Linked DNA regions of Columba livia: region 1 is linked to region 2. A link is a contact called in public Hi-C data. All regions are on one chromosome and are shown on one strand. The core of a region is the stretch at or near the end of the contact, and the rest is flanking DNA. Distances in the headings are between cores, read along the strand shown. Region 1 overlaps ANKRD55 (ankyrin repeat domain 55). Region 2 holds the start of IL6ST (interleukin 6 cytokine family signal transducer).

Region 1 (6,801 bases), core at 3,042-5,541, 65 kb after region 2:
ATTTTTCTTTGCATTGTCATCTCACAGGCTTCATAAGTAAACCCACAGAAAGCCACAGTTGTGGAACTATGAAACCTCCAGATGTTTTTCTTACTGTTGACATGTTCATGCATTCATCAGGGTGTTTTTCTCAAGTGTAAGATGGGCAAACTGAAGTGTTTCACTTATGCCAAGAGAGCAGCTCTATTAGTTGCAATCATCTGTGAGGATCCACATTTTTTTAATAAAACATAAATATTCAGGGCTTTATTCAGACACTTCAACAAATATCTTCCCTGTAGCAAATGACAGTGAGCTGGAATAAAAGTTCCAAATTGCAGGTAGCAATGCATTACAGCAAAACATTACTGCTTGAAATTATGATCCATGGTTCCAGGCAATTAATTAGCCACATAATTTGACACCGAGACAAGACAAATATCTGGTTTAGGTTGTTGTGAACAGGGTTTGTAAACGATTCAGTGGATAAAGGAGATTCACGGGAAGAGGGAAAATTAACAACATTGTGGTGACAGGGCTCAATTCCTTAAGGATCATAGGGTAGCATAGCTTTTTGTAGCTCTGTGCCTGCTCTGTGTAATTTCTTATATTTCTTATATTTCTTCCTGAGAACAGTTAGTACTTTAATGATGGGATGCTTGGTTAAGGTCTAGCTTCAGAAGAATCGAAAGCAATTAATGTCTTGGCAAGTAAGTTAAGTGACTGATTCAAGGTACCTCAGAACTGGTAGTATATGGAGAAGGTTTATTAGCCTAAAAGTTAATCGCGTGTAGTAGGAGAAATGAAACAATGCTTTGCAGAATACAGCAAAAACATTATAGAAATCTTTGACTAATGCATAGTGTCATCATAAAATTGAGAGTACAGTGGACTCTTTCTGAATAGCATGACTTGTATGACCCTAGAGACTGGGACTGTGACTTGCAGCACAAGATCACTCACCTCATTGTCCTGATGATTAATTTCACTAAGATTTGACTTCTGCAGGAGCACGTTCAGAAGCCTGTGGAAGCAATGACATAATCAATGTGCTGCATTCCTGACTAAACCTGAAAATTTGACATTTTTTTTCTGAGAAACAAAACATGCGACTTCAAGAAAAAACAGTATTAGTGACGGGCAAAGGTCACAATCTTAGGTTGGAGGTTGGTCATACTAGAAAAGCCTTCATAGCTTACTGTAAAAACAGAAGTTTAGTGCTAAGTAATAAGAGCAGATTCACTAGAAAGAATTCTTGTGCTGATTGGCAGGCTAGAATCAGAGTGTGTAATACTATTCATGTATGCCGTTTTTGGTAGCTTAGTAATTCATTGTCATCCTATTATTATTTTATAAAGTTCTAAACAAACAGAAATGCTAACCTCCAGTCTCTTAAATGATTTTTCACTCTCTACTCTTGGCAGCAATACAGTGGTTCACATTTTATAGAGTATCAGGCTACAAACACCCCCCTCTGGTGGAGGGAACAGTTACAATAAAATAGTTACATTAAATTTTATTCAAGTGCAGTAATATTTTTAACACTGGATTTTGTTTTTCTTTTCCTTTTGGCTTCCTATGAAGGTGTTCTGAAATCACTGAAGTTTTGGTAAAGATGGTTGTGTTTTATAGTAGAATGCTAAATGTTTGGATACTGTACATGGCTGGACCCTGGAAATGACAAGGACCATCTTATCATGGGCTGTTAAAAAGCCAAATAGCATAGATCGTAACATGGATGTAAAGTTCTTATGATTCTAGCAAAAGGAAAGATACATCTTTAGTAGATCCCTAAATAAGATCATAATGCAAATCTATGGATCATCTGAAGGTGTGATTTGTTAGAAACCTTCAAAACATGGTCATTTAAAAGACATGCTGTTTTGCAAGGAAATTAAAAGATGATGAAGTGTCAAGGAGGAAACTCTGATAAATATGCAGATAATGCATAAAAATGTATAAAACCATATATCTGTTTCCTTGCATAGGAAATGGAATGAAAATCTTTTGCTACTTTTCATCAGGACAACCTTCAACAACTTCCACTATGTTTTCTGGATCGACCTGTGCTCAGGTGTGTGGATCAGATCAAGCAGACAATGTTGCACGACAAATTTGTTCTTCGCTCCACCCCTCCCTGTAATATACAAGTACATCATGTAAATTATTCAAAGGACGGCATTTACAGCTGCTTATGGATGTTTTGGGCAATTCTGCAGGTGAAAAGCTTATCTGTTGGTAACACCATCTTCAGGTGCCACAAGTCCAAATATCTTTTTTTTTCTAACTAGAGCATCCCTAAGGAGTGAAGACTCTTTGTATCCCAGTCCTCTGCTAGGACTTCAAAACTGTTTGTATATGGGTACAAGCACTTGTAGAAAAGGAGTGTTGCATCTCCTTTTCTGAATCACACAGCCAATGGCATTATGGCATCATACTGCAGGAACTCTGAAAAGAATGGCATTTCAGGATTGCTGTGATTAGTTCAGTAAAAATTTGTAAAAGGGAGGAGACATTTTGTGGTCATTTGGCACAATGACTCAGGATCCAGAAATCTGAAAACAGGTCTGGGTAAAAATGGACTAGTGAGAAGAAAGGAAGCGAGATAACTACAATATGCTTGCAAAACCCACTTAGCACAATTTTATAATCTCACATGTGGTTCTGTAGTTTAACCCCAGATATAATCAATGAAACCAGTGTATGTGAAGGAAATCTCATTCTTAAGTGTAAAACCTCTGCCAACAGCAAACTATATCCTCATGCTATTACGGCAGCATCACTGCTACCACTCAAATACATAGGTATTCAGCCATATAGCTACGATTTCTCAGGTATCTACTCTTAAAGGCAGAGTTCAGGAGGTCCACCTTTCCTCTTAGGCTCTACGGAGTGCACTGAAACACAGAAACAATTTATCTAATTAATACATTCATTGGCTGATCACTCTCTGTCTTTCCATGTGGTTCATGTACTGCCTGCAGCACATGGAATTGGAGCAGTGGGCTGCCAGCTTTCAAACTTGGTTGAAAAAGCATTTCATAGTTGGCCACTGCATATTCCCTTTTGGCAACAACAAGGGATTCGAGAGAGTGACAATGGCAGTGATGGAAAAGCCGCCCCTCAGTGCTCCAGGCATGTCTTCTGAGCATGGGGCAAATCCAGAGACAAGAAAGAGGAGAAGGAATTGAGCAACTAGTAGACTCCTGTGCAGAGCAAAGGTCTGCTTGTACCCATGGAGAATGTGAAAAATGTTCAGAGAACCCTGTGTGCTGCTGGTAAAGTAGATTACTGTTCCCTTTCAAGTAGCAGCATGTGCAGGGTTGCACAAACATTGTCTTCTTTCTGTGGAGGCTTTGTTTAATGATAGTGACCCGTACTTTTTCAGAGACCTCAAACTATTCTCTCCAAATGATGCATGAAAAACAGTGATAATGTGGAAAATGAATAAAGCTGTTAAAAAAGACTGGAAAGCAAGAGCAGAAGAAATGCACAGAGGTCTGGACTGGCCTTGCATGGTGACAGCAGCAAAACCATAGACTCAGTGGTTAAGTCACAGGAGCATTTTGAATTTGTACTGAATGTTTACTTGTCTCTAATATTAGTCTTCCTATCCTTCAGACACTATTTACTTAGGAGAGGATCTGAGTAAATTTATTCAGATGTACAAATACTGATTTATTAAACCTTTCTGTTATCACAGGCTGGAATGAGACAAAGAGGATCTTTCTAAACACTTCTTATGAATACACTCTGTAGTTGTTACTCTACCTTCATTAAGAGGAGTTAAAAATGAGCCAGTCCGCCAAACCTCAGCTTCCCCTTTACAGAAGGGGCTCTCAGAGGGATTGTCATGTGGAAAACTTTCCTCACATTTGCCATGCTACCTGGAGGCATGTTCCAGAGAAGGAGCTTCTTGTAATGTTTCTTGTGTGGACATGGCAGAAAGGTAATTGGTCAAGGGAATCCCAGAGCTTCAATCCCATTTTTTTAAATATATATATATATATATATATTTTTTTTTTCCCCTCTTGCTTTTGTGATCTTAAACTAGGTTTCTTGCCTTAATTGGCCATATATCTCTGTTACACAAGTGCTGTACAATGCTTTCCCTTCTCTCTACCTGCTTTCTGATAACCACTAAACAAAGGAGCAAGTCACAAGTGCAACTGTTCCAGCTAACCTTCCTGACCTGGGCTACCTCTGGGCTGGGTAGCTTGTTGGTGGCTGCCTGTTGAGATTTAGCCAGGAAACACTGCCATAACCTGGGACATACCTCACGTCGGGCTCTGCAGTAGCAGCATGTAGCGGCAACCTCCCGTTTTTGTCGGGTATGTTCTGCTTAGCACCATTTCTGAGCAGGCTGACACAGCCTTCCAGCCAGCCCTAAAAGAGAAATCAGACCATGTCAGAGGAAAGTGAAATACAACAGGCCAGGTCTTTGCTTGGTGGTTCTGGTATCTGCGTGTGTGACTGCAGCTGTTTCTGCCAGTGACGGAACTGGTCTTCTGTTTCCCCAATACAGAGCTCTCAGCACTGAGAGCAGTTCTGCTTTGGAGTCTGAGTCTCAGACTAGCTTGCCCAGTCATTTCTGTGATAAGGTGTTTTATTTACACTGCCCTTTTTTTTTTTTTTTTTCTTCCTGCAGATGTCGCAAGTACTAACTGAGTAAACAGTGATTCAAAACCTGCAAATTCCTGTATCACTAGCAAATGCTACACATATTCCTGCAGGTGGATTTAATTATGCTAGGTTAAACCAAGGGCACGAGCACTTAATGTCATTTCCTTTATGAGATTTTAGCAGGAATTGCAAATCAATACTAGAAATCATTAGAGTGTGGTCTTATAAATATCGTTGCAGAAGTTTGAACTAGTGACAACATCAGGTTGAAAACAGCACCCAAACAGATGGGATGAATCAGTTTTTGGACTAAAACCTTCTATTGATCACCTCAACAAAAAAGCAAGTAAACAATCTGGTTGTGACTACAGAACTCTTTCAGTGTCTACTTAAGTCCCAGGAAAATTAAGCATGTGTTTACTTTGTTCAAACCTCCATAGACAATCAGTAAAGACTGTTCCCTTCTGTATGAGCTGTGTTGGATTAGCATTACGAGGGAAAGGTGTGGAATTATGGAGTCAGAACATGGCTGTTACTGCTCCCACTGGAAGTACACGACCACTGAGTTCTGCTTGTGATTGTGACTGTGGAGCTCGACTGAATTCAGTTCTCTGGGCAGACATTGCAGCCAAATGCTCTCTAGATCTCTGATTATAACCATCACAGAAACAGAAACAGAAATGGAAACTTCAAAGCTTGGGTGGTTTAAATCTTTTCTAGTCATTGCTTTATTTTTCCCAAATAGTATTTTTTACCCTCTGGGAAAAGAGGAAGGAAAAAAGGAGCATGACACTAATTATGGGATTTTTTTGGAAATATCTGGCAGATGAAATGTTTATTCTCAAGTAAGTGGGGCATGCTCCTTGTACTGAATAAGACTGCCTGTTTTGCTATTTTCTACTCTTATTTTCTGGCTAAATATCACGTAACTGAGCAGAAGCATTGTTTTTCTCCTGAATGTGCAGGAAGAAACTAGATGGAAGGGATGTGATTAATTAGGTTGCCACAATATCTGCTTAAATGATTTGGCAGTCATCCAGTGATATACTACAGAGCATGGATGAACATTCCTTCCTCCTTTCTACCCAGCTAACAAAAGAAGCCCATGACCAACCCCTCTGTCCAGCTAAGTTGGTCCTCATCCTCTCTCTGAATCCTGAATTCCTTCCAGTGAGGAGTAGAAGGCTAAGGAGCATCCTTGTGTGCTTCAGAGACCACCTCATCCCCTTTCCCAAACTTCTCAGTGAGTTGTATGCCCCTGCTGTCACTTGTCTGTGGGTTGATTGGGGGATTGGATTGTTTATTATCTGAGTATCTGCATTGGTACCTGCAGCACCTTGAGCTTAAGTTCTTAACCTGGCCACCCAAGGCCCAGCACTGCAGTGAAAAAAAGCAGTGCCCTGGCTCATGTGGTGTGCAGGAAAATATACCTGCTAACCACCAGAAGTTGAGGTAGGAATGCCCTCAATGGAGCATAAAGATCTGATGCTGACAGTGAGATCAGGGAAGTTAATCTGCATATTAGGAACAAGAAGGGGCTTTCCAGTGCACAGAAACAAGCAGCTTTCTTGAAACCACACAGAGGACCCTGGATCCAGTAGAGAATTCCACGCTGACCACTGATTTTCCAACCCAAAAGAGGAAGGACTCCCTGAAAGTAAAGGAGTCCTGGTCCTTTACTAACAGTAATTGTTTCCAGCTTCGCATTATAGTAAAGTTTATAGTTTCACTGTTGTCTGGAACCAAATGTTTTGTACCTTTTTTTTTTTTTTCTCTCTGCAGTATAAAGAGAAATCTTATTTGGTCTGTGTATTTACTCCCTTCAATACGTCTATCTTTCCATCCTCCTTGCCCAAGTCTTCGTACCAGATAAGTTGCCAGAGATAAACTGGTACGCCCACAAGCATCTTGAGTATTAATATTGGCTCCCATCTTCAACAGAAGCTTCACTGTATCAACCTGGCGTCCTGACACAGCATGCATCAAAGGTGTGCAACCTGGGGAAGAAAGTCATATGTTCTTTCACAATTTTTATTTTGTCAAAGCCAGAAGATAGAGATATTTTCTTATTTGCTAATGTTAGCACTGGCAAATTAACAAATCCTTTCTCTGACAACTGTCCAACAGTTGAACTTGGCTTTTGCAGGCAGGAAGTAACTGCTATGCCAGCTACTGACCACTGATTTTAAAAGGCGCATG
Region 2 (6,420 bases), core at 745-3,244:
TGTTTTTTTTACAAAATAATGTCTTAGTATTCTGTGTTCTCATCTCGAAGTCAAACCTTTTAGACTGACAACCATCAACACTGTTTCTCTAATTTAGACAGTTCTTGTTCATACAAGAATCATCCTAAAAAAATGGCCCAGAAGTTTATTTTCCTAAACTGTGCTAGTGCTAATCCTCCAGAGATGCAGTATGGGAGACAGTGGATCTCCATTTTGTGTGCAGATTTAGAGATATGCATGTGTCTTTCTTCTCTTAAACAAAAAAAATGATATATAGGCTTTAAGTGAAGAGGTCACTTTTCTAGACACATAAACAAGATCCAAATATTTATTTTCAATGCTTAACTTCCAGCAAGTAATCTCAAGCTTTCATCAGCCTCTCTTACTTTCCTATTTCCAGCACACAGCATCAAGTTCGGAAGTTACATGCTTCTAAAAGATACCCTTCGCATATAATTATTCCTCTAAAAGTAACAGTATTTAAGAAGAGGAGTAAAAATTTAATGCTCTATAATGGAAAAGAGGGTGGGAAAAAGAGACAGTAACTCCCAAAACATCTGACATCTTCAGGTGGTGGACCATCTTTCTGTCCCCCTTTCCGAGTGACCAGACAGATCACAAATGACAAAACTATAACCTCCATGTAGTTCTATTACTATATTTCTCCTTCAGAAATGCCTCAGAACTAACAAACAGCCACCAACCGGCAGTCACCTAGCCAGCCTAAAGCAACTATGAAAACCAAGACTGAGATTTATTCTTGTCTGCACTGCCAGCACACTTGGCAGATCGCTTTCCTTTGTGCCTCAGTTTCATCATCTACAAGACAAAAATAATGACACTCTTTTTATTTAGGAAGGGTGTCAGAGACCCGCTGCGATGATGACTGGAACACAGGAGCACATCAAAGTCAGCAGATGACCATGGCTGTTCACTGCACCCACTCCTCCCTAATTCATCAGGGAATCCTACAGTGTTTGGATCAGATGTAAAACAGAGTATGCCTTTCTTTCAAGGCCAGCAGTCTGCTACCTTCTGATCTACAGGCCACAAGAACAGACCACTTGTGGCGAAGGCAACAAAAATGCAACACTTTTCAACAAGAAAATGCCTGCCAGTAATATGGCCAAGCTTACCAGAGAGCTGAAAAAGGCCAAAGAACAGGAGACCAGTGAGGGTCACAGCACCTTTATTAAGATTGTCAGTATTAACAACCACTGCACTAGAGAAAAACCCCAGATAATCTTCAGTCTTACCCTCCATACCATGCCAGCAGGTCAGTAAAACCGCACCAAGAGTGTCAGGGCTGCAGACGAGACACCCCCAGCAAACGGTACTACGCACACCGGCAAAAGGGCCTTGACAGCCGCTCAGGCCCCGGTACCGGTACCCCAGGCGAGGCCATGTTGCGTTTTAACAGCCATCGCCGGCCAAGAGCAGGGAAGACGCCGCTGCCGGGAGCGGGCGGCGGCCTCCGCGCCCCCTCACAGCCCGCCGGGCCGGGCGGGGCCCCGGGCGGGGCAGGCCGCAGCCGGACGCCCCCGCCGCCGGGGAGAAATGCGAGGGATCGGCTGGGAAGCGAGTGGCGCAGGGCTGCCGTCCTCCCCCCGGTCTTCCAGTCAGCCTTGGCCGAGCGCCCACGCCCCCGCCCCCGCCCGCGGCGCACGGCCCGGCCTGGCCAGGCCAGCGCAGTTACAGCCCGGAGGGAAAGCGCGGCCCAACGCGGCTGCCGCCGGCGAACGCCCCTCAGGGCGACGGGCGTAGAAGCGGCGAGGAAGCTGAGGGGGACCGAAGAGAAGGGGAAACCGCCCACGGCCGCGAGCCTCCCCAGCCCTTACCTGCCGCCGCAGCACCGGGGCTGCCGCCACCAGCGCCCCGCGCCCGCCGACAGCCCCTAAATAACGGCCCGTCCCCGCCGCGCCATCGCGCCGCCGTCCCGCACGCGCGGCCCCGCGCCCGGTCACGGTCACGCTCCCGCTCCCTCCCCCCCGCCCGGCGCCCTTCCCTCCGCGGCTCGCGCCGCCATTGGGACGGCGGTCGCGTGACGTCGCCGAAAGGGGGCGGAGGGCGGAGCTTCCCGTAACGCGCCGGCCCGTGCCAGGATCCCGGGCGCGAGGGGCGCGCGCGGGGGGGGCGGGGCGGGCGGTCTGTGAGCGCGGAGGGGGCGCCTCCCACCAATCGCCGCCCGCTGCCCGGCGCCCCCCGCTCGGGGAGACACCGCCCGCAGGGTTTGCGCTCAGGGGCTTCAGGGTGGGGAGCCCCGCGTCCCGGGAAGGGCGCCGGGAGCGCAGTCACCTCCGTCGCCCCCTGCGGGGTGGGCGGCAGCCGCGGGGCGTCGAGCCGAGGCGCATCGGCCCCTGCCCGGGCCGCCGCCAGCGGGGCCTCTGGAAGGTTCTCCCGGCCCTTGGGCGGCTGGGCCTGCGCTGCCGGCGCGGCGGGGCTGCGCCCGGACAGGCCTGAGGAGGGAGCGCCCTTTCCAGCGTCTGCAAGGCTCCCCTGGGAGCACGGGCGGGTGCATAATGCTCCGATGGGCAGCGGCGGTGTGTGCAGAGCGCTCATACTGACAGCAGCCCGTAGAAAAGCTGTTTGTGCAAAGCTGGGCGGCTAGGAAGTGGTCCTTAGTGGATCGTTCACGTGATGGGGATCCAGGGAAGCCTCCCTGTTGGCTCGATTGTTACCATTGTACATTTCTTCCTTCAGTAATCCCAAAAAATTACTGTTATAAACAGGAGACAGTCATGTGCTCTGAGATGTCGTCTTCATTCCAGGTTAATTTTTTCCAGTTCACGAGTGAGAAGGAACACATTTCAGTGCCGCAACCACAGACGTACACTGTGCTCAGAGTGTTGGAGTAGGCCATTTCTAGTCAGCAAAGTAACCAGACATAACTGATGCGTGCCCAAATTGCTTCCTGCCACTGTGTTACTGTTTCTCCTCTTGATAGTCTCTACACTTAATAGACCCAGTACTTTCCGCCTTCTCTTAGAATGTTTTTTTTATGTTCCATCTCTTCTTAATATACGAGGACAAATGACATCCGGGGAAAAAGTTTCATGTTTTTTTTTCATTATGAAGAAAAGTACTTCAGCATTACAATTTTTCACTTTTGCTTTCTCTTCAGGTTATGATTGGTGTGTTGGTGCTTATGTTGATGTAGAATTACAGTTTGAGAATCATGTATAATTGTTAGATTTTCAGTCTGTATGGATACCCCTACTTCAGTACTGTAAAAAAATCAGTGTTTGGCAACAAAAAGTTAAGTGGAAGCAGGCTTCAACGAGAGGGACCACTAAAATAATGTGGTGAGCTTTTTGTTTGTTTGTTTTTCTCTTGTTTTAGCTTATCATCTGTGTTCTCTAAGATCATTATAGTTCTGCTGCTAAACAGACATTCCAGGAGTCGATGCTGAACTCTCCCTCCCTCCCCCAGCCAACAGAAAGCCTCTTGTGACATTCTTATTCCGAAATCCGATAGCCTGAAGCGATTCCTGGTTTATTGCCAGAACTTGTAGAACAACATGCGTCCCCTTCAAAACCAATCCCTTCTTAGGCCTCATGCATGACTCGTATTGTAACTCTTCAAATAAGCAAGAGCTCTTCTATTTCACAGGCCGTTTATAGGCTCAATGTAAAACCATTTCAACATAGCTGAACTGGACAGAAGAACAAAACACTTTGTTTGCAATTGTACTTTTTTTTTTTTTTTTATATTGGCACAAAATATTAATATAGTAACCATTTAGTTGCTGTATTCAGTATTGTGTGACCTCTTCTTCTAAGATAAGTTGCTTTCCAGAAGATCTTTTGTGGATTTGAAAAGTGATGATAGCATGCTTGTCTGTCTACCTTTTGCAAACTCTAGGTGCATGGAAAGATACCTCAGAAGTATAGCCTTATGGACAGACTGAGTCCCTGTTCTCAATATTATCAGTCAGGGGGCGCAAGTCAGTCCTGTATTTTTGACCAGCCCTAATTGCAATGTTTGGGTAGCCACTGCCCTTGTGGGTGACCTGAAGACAGTTGCAACAGCCCTTGCTGATATCTTGTTGATCTTGATAGTCCAGTAATTCATGGTCATGGCTGCTGTTTGTCTTTCCTTTCCAATAAAATAATTTGACATCCATATTGCAAATGCAAGTAAGTGGAATTAAATGTGGTAAGATAGATTTTTCAGAAATGATCACTGTCTACCCTAAATGTGGCTTTTTGTTCATCTTTTCCTTCTTTCACAGGCAGGACTGAATGTTTTGAACAACTACGCTACATCACTTAGTGGGTTGAGTTTTGTTTTTATTCTTATGAAACCTAGAGTTTTAATCTGACAGGAGGATTGTTCATGTTGCAGTGATTTCTAGTTCTGTGTCAGCATTTTGTCTAGTAATAAATACTGTGTTTTGAATCTTGGTGGAGATGAAACTCAACTGTGGTCACAAACACTGGGCCAAAACCTCTGCTTGCATAACCAACATGGTCCGTGGGAGCTGTAAAGGTGTACATTCTGGCACAGAGTCTTGTAGCCTGGAGTATAAAATAGATTGTCTGGACTGTGGCCTTTTAAAATATACAGAGTGTACATTCAATAACATACCAAAACTCTGAGTGTTCTTACTACATGATTAGATATTTTCTGGTGCGAGCAGGTAAAAACAAGTTAATAGCATTATGACTGCCATTTGACAGAATCAGGACATCTGGGACCTCAGGTGAAGAAAACAATTAAGCTCTTCAAGCATGTTGTGAAATGCATTTTCTGCACATTGATGATTCCTGAAATACTCTTTAGTTTGATTTACTACATTATTTTCTCCTCTATTGATACACATTATACTGCTGTATATTGTACTGGATATGTAGTACAGTACTGATATGTAGGTAATGTAAACAGCAGTAATTTAAATTTTCAAATATCCAGACAAATTCAAAGTTCTTGCCACATTTAAAAAATGTTCCTTCAAAACAGCATTTTAATCTGCACATTGAATTAAGCATTGTGTGAAATAAGTTAGTCTATTAAATTCACTAAAAAAAAGGAAGTTAATTGTCAGGATCTGGAAGTTCTTTGAGATGAATTATGTATCTGCTCATTTACACAACAATTTGCGTTACAACACAGTGCTCAGATCAGGGCTGTATAGGACATTTCCAAGCTCCCACCATCCACAGCTAGGCTGTAAGTAGGTGGAGCATGCCTTCACATCCTTTGTTTTTTCAACCCCAGGAGGAAGAGACCTGGGAATACCGAGACGGGCAGTAACACTTGAAAAACATTCAGTGATGGTACCTGCTTGACTGTGGGATATTTTTAGAGATGCTATTAGAGATTGCCTAGGAACAAATCTGTACCACTCTTAATGGATCATTTCAGTGGTTTTGTAACAGGTTGTGACAAAGACAGCAATCAATGCAGAATCTACTGCATCCTACAATAGATGTGCCACAAAGAGGAAAAGATCTTTCCGAAATGTTATCTTGATATAAGGACATGAAGCATACTATAGATACATCAAGGATGTAAAAAGATTCCTTGGTCCTGGTTACATGTAGTTTTGTTGGAGATGGGTTGCTTTCAGAAGAGGGATTTTGGGAAAGATTTTCAAAGTTATGGGGAAGCTGAACAGCAAGACCCTTTAATGGCAATGTCCTGACCCATGACAAGTCAAAGACATTTTCTGTGAGATGGCTGAATCGCTATGTGGTACTATTTATCTGGGAGGTTCAGTGACACACTTGTTTAGTGACACATTCGTTCAGTGACACATCCAAACCTCTTGCTGAAGTGATGGTGTGATCTCAGCTTGTATCACTGTACTGAACTTGAACTTATGAATACGAGTGTTTGGTGTCCTTACACTCTAAGTGGATATCATTCAAAGCAATCAGAGAAGATAAAATATCAGAGAAGATAAAATAAAAATTCTGAAAAGGATACAATTAATCAAATATAGAAAATGCTTAAGTTAGAATGAGTAATACAGTGAAATTGCAGTTCACTGCAAGAACTTCTGATTGAGACTGGTAGCTAAGATGAGCTGAAGGTGTTATGACATGCTGCAGTCACACCACATGTGTGAGCTGCCCATGAGTTTAGCATGCTTTTGGCAGCTGCTAGAGCTAAAAAGCCCATGGGGTCATTCTGCATACACAGCCCAAAGTGTAGATGTGTTCTTGGAAAAATGCTTAAGGCAGAACTCTCAGACAGTAGACAAGAGGGTCCAACTAGGAACAGTAGAAGATGATTAAAAAGGAGAGGGAGATGTCCTCAAAATGAGTGGGGTTTTCTTTCTCACTTGGCCACAAAGACCTTCATGAGCAGTACGGCCAATAACAAGCATGCCAGAAAATGTCAGTCTTTTATTGCCAAGGTAATGTTGTATTTGGTCAAAATAAGGTCATGTGTGAAGAACAGCTGAGCTGAGCCTAA

What was found. Hi-C and Micro-C count contacts between places; a contact is called where the count stands out from the background.
Region 1: a contact with region 2 is called in a Hi-C map of liver, with 2.8 times the contacts expected there. The contact joins the enhancer-like site here to the promoter of IL6ST in region 2. A contact is called at or near these places in 2 of 2 Hi-C or Micro-C datasets (crop and liver).

The regions. Positions count from the first base shown.
Region 1 is chrZ:27,342,015-27,348,815 of bColLiv1.pat.W.v2, forward strand. ANKRD55 (ankyrin repeat domain 55) reads right to left here. Exons shown (of 11, transcript XM_065045234.1): 3 at 6,469-6,599; 4 at 4,256-4,365; 5 at 943-1,003. Among named protein-coding and RNA genes, the nearest start is that of ANKRD55, 20 kb to the right of the region's middle. Within about 2 kb of position 4,292, at least 2 of the 3 cell types and tissues checked have an H3K27ac peak away from gene starts, as active enhancers do.
Region 2 is chrZ:27,279,020-27,285,439 of bColLiv1.pat.W.v2, forward strand. IL6ST (interleukin 6 cytokine family signal transducer) reads right to left here and starts at 1,995. Exons shown (of 16, transcript XM_065045233.1): 1 at 1,839-1,995.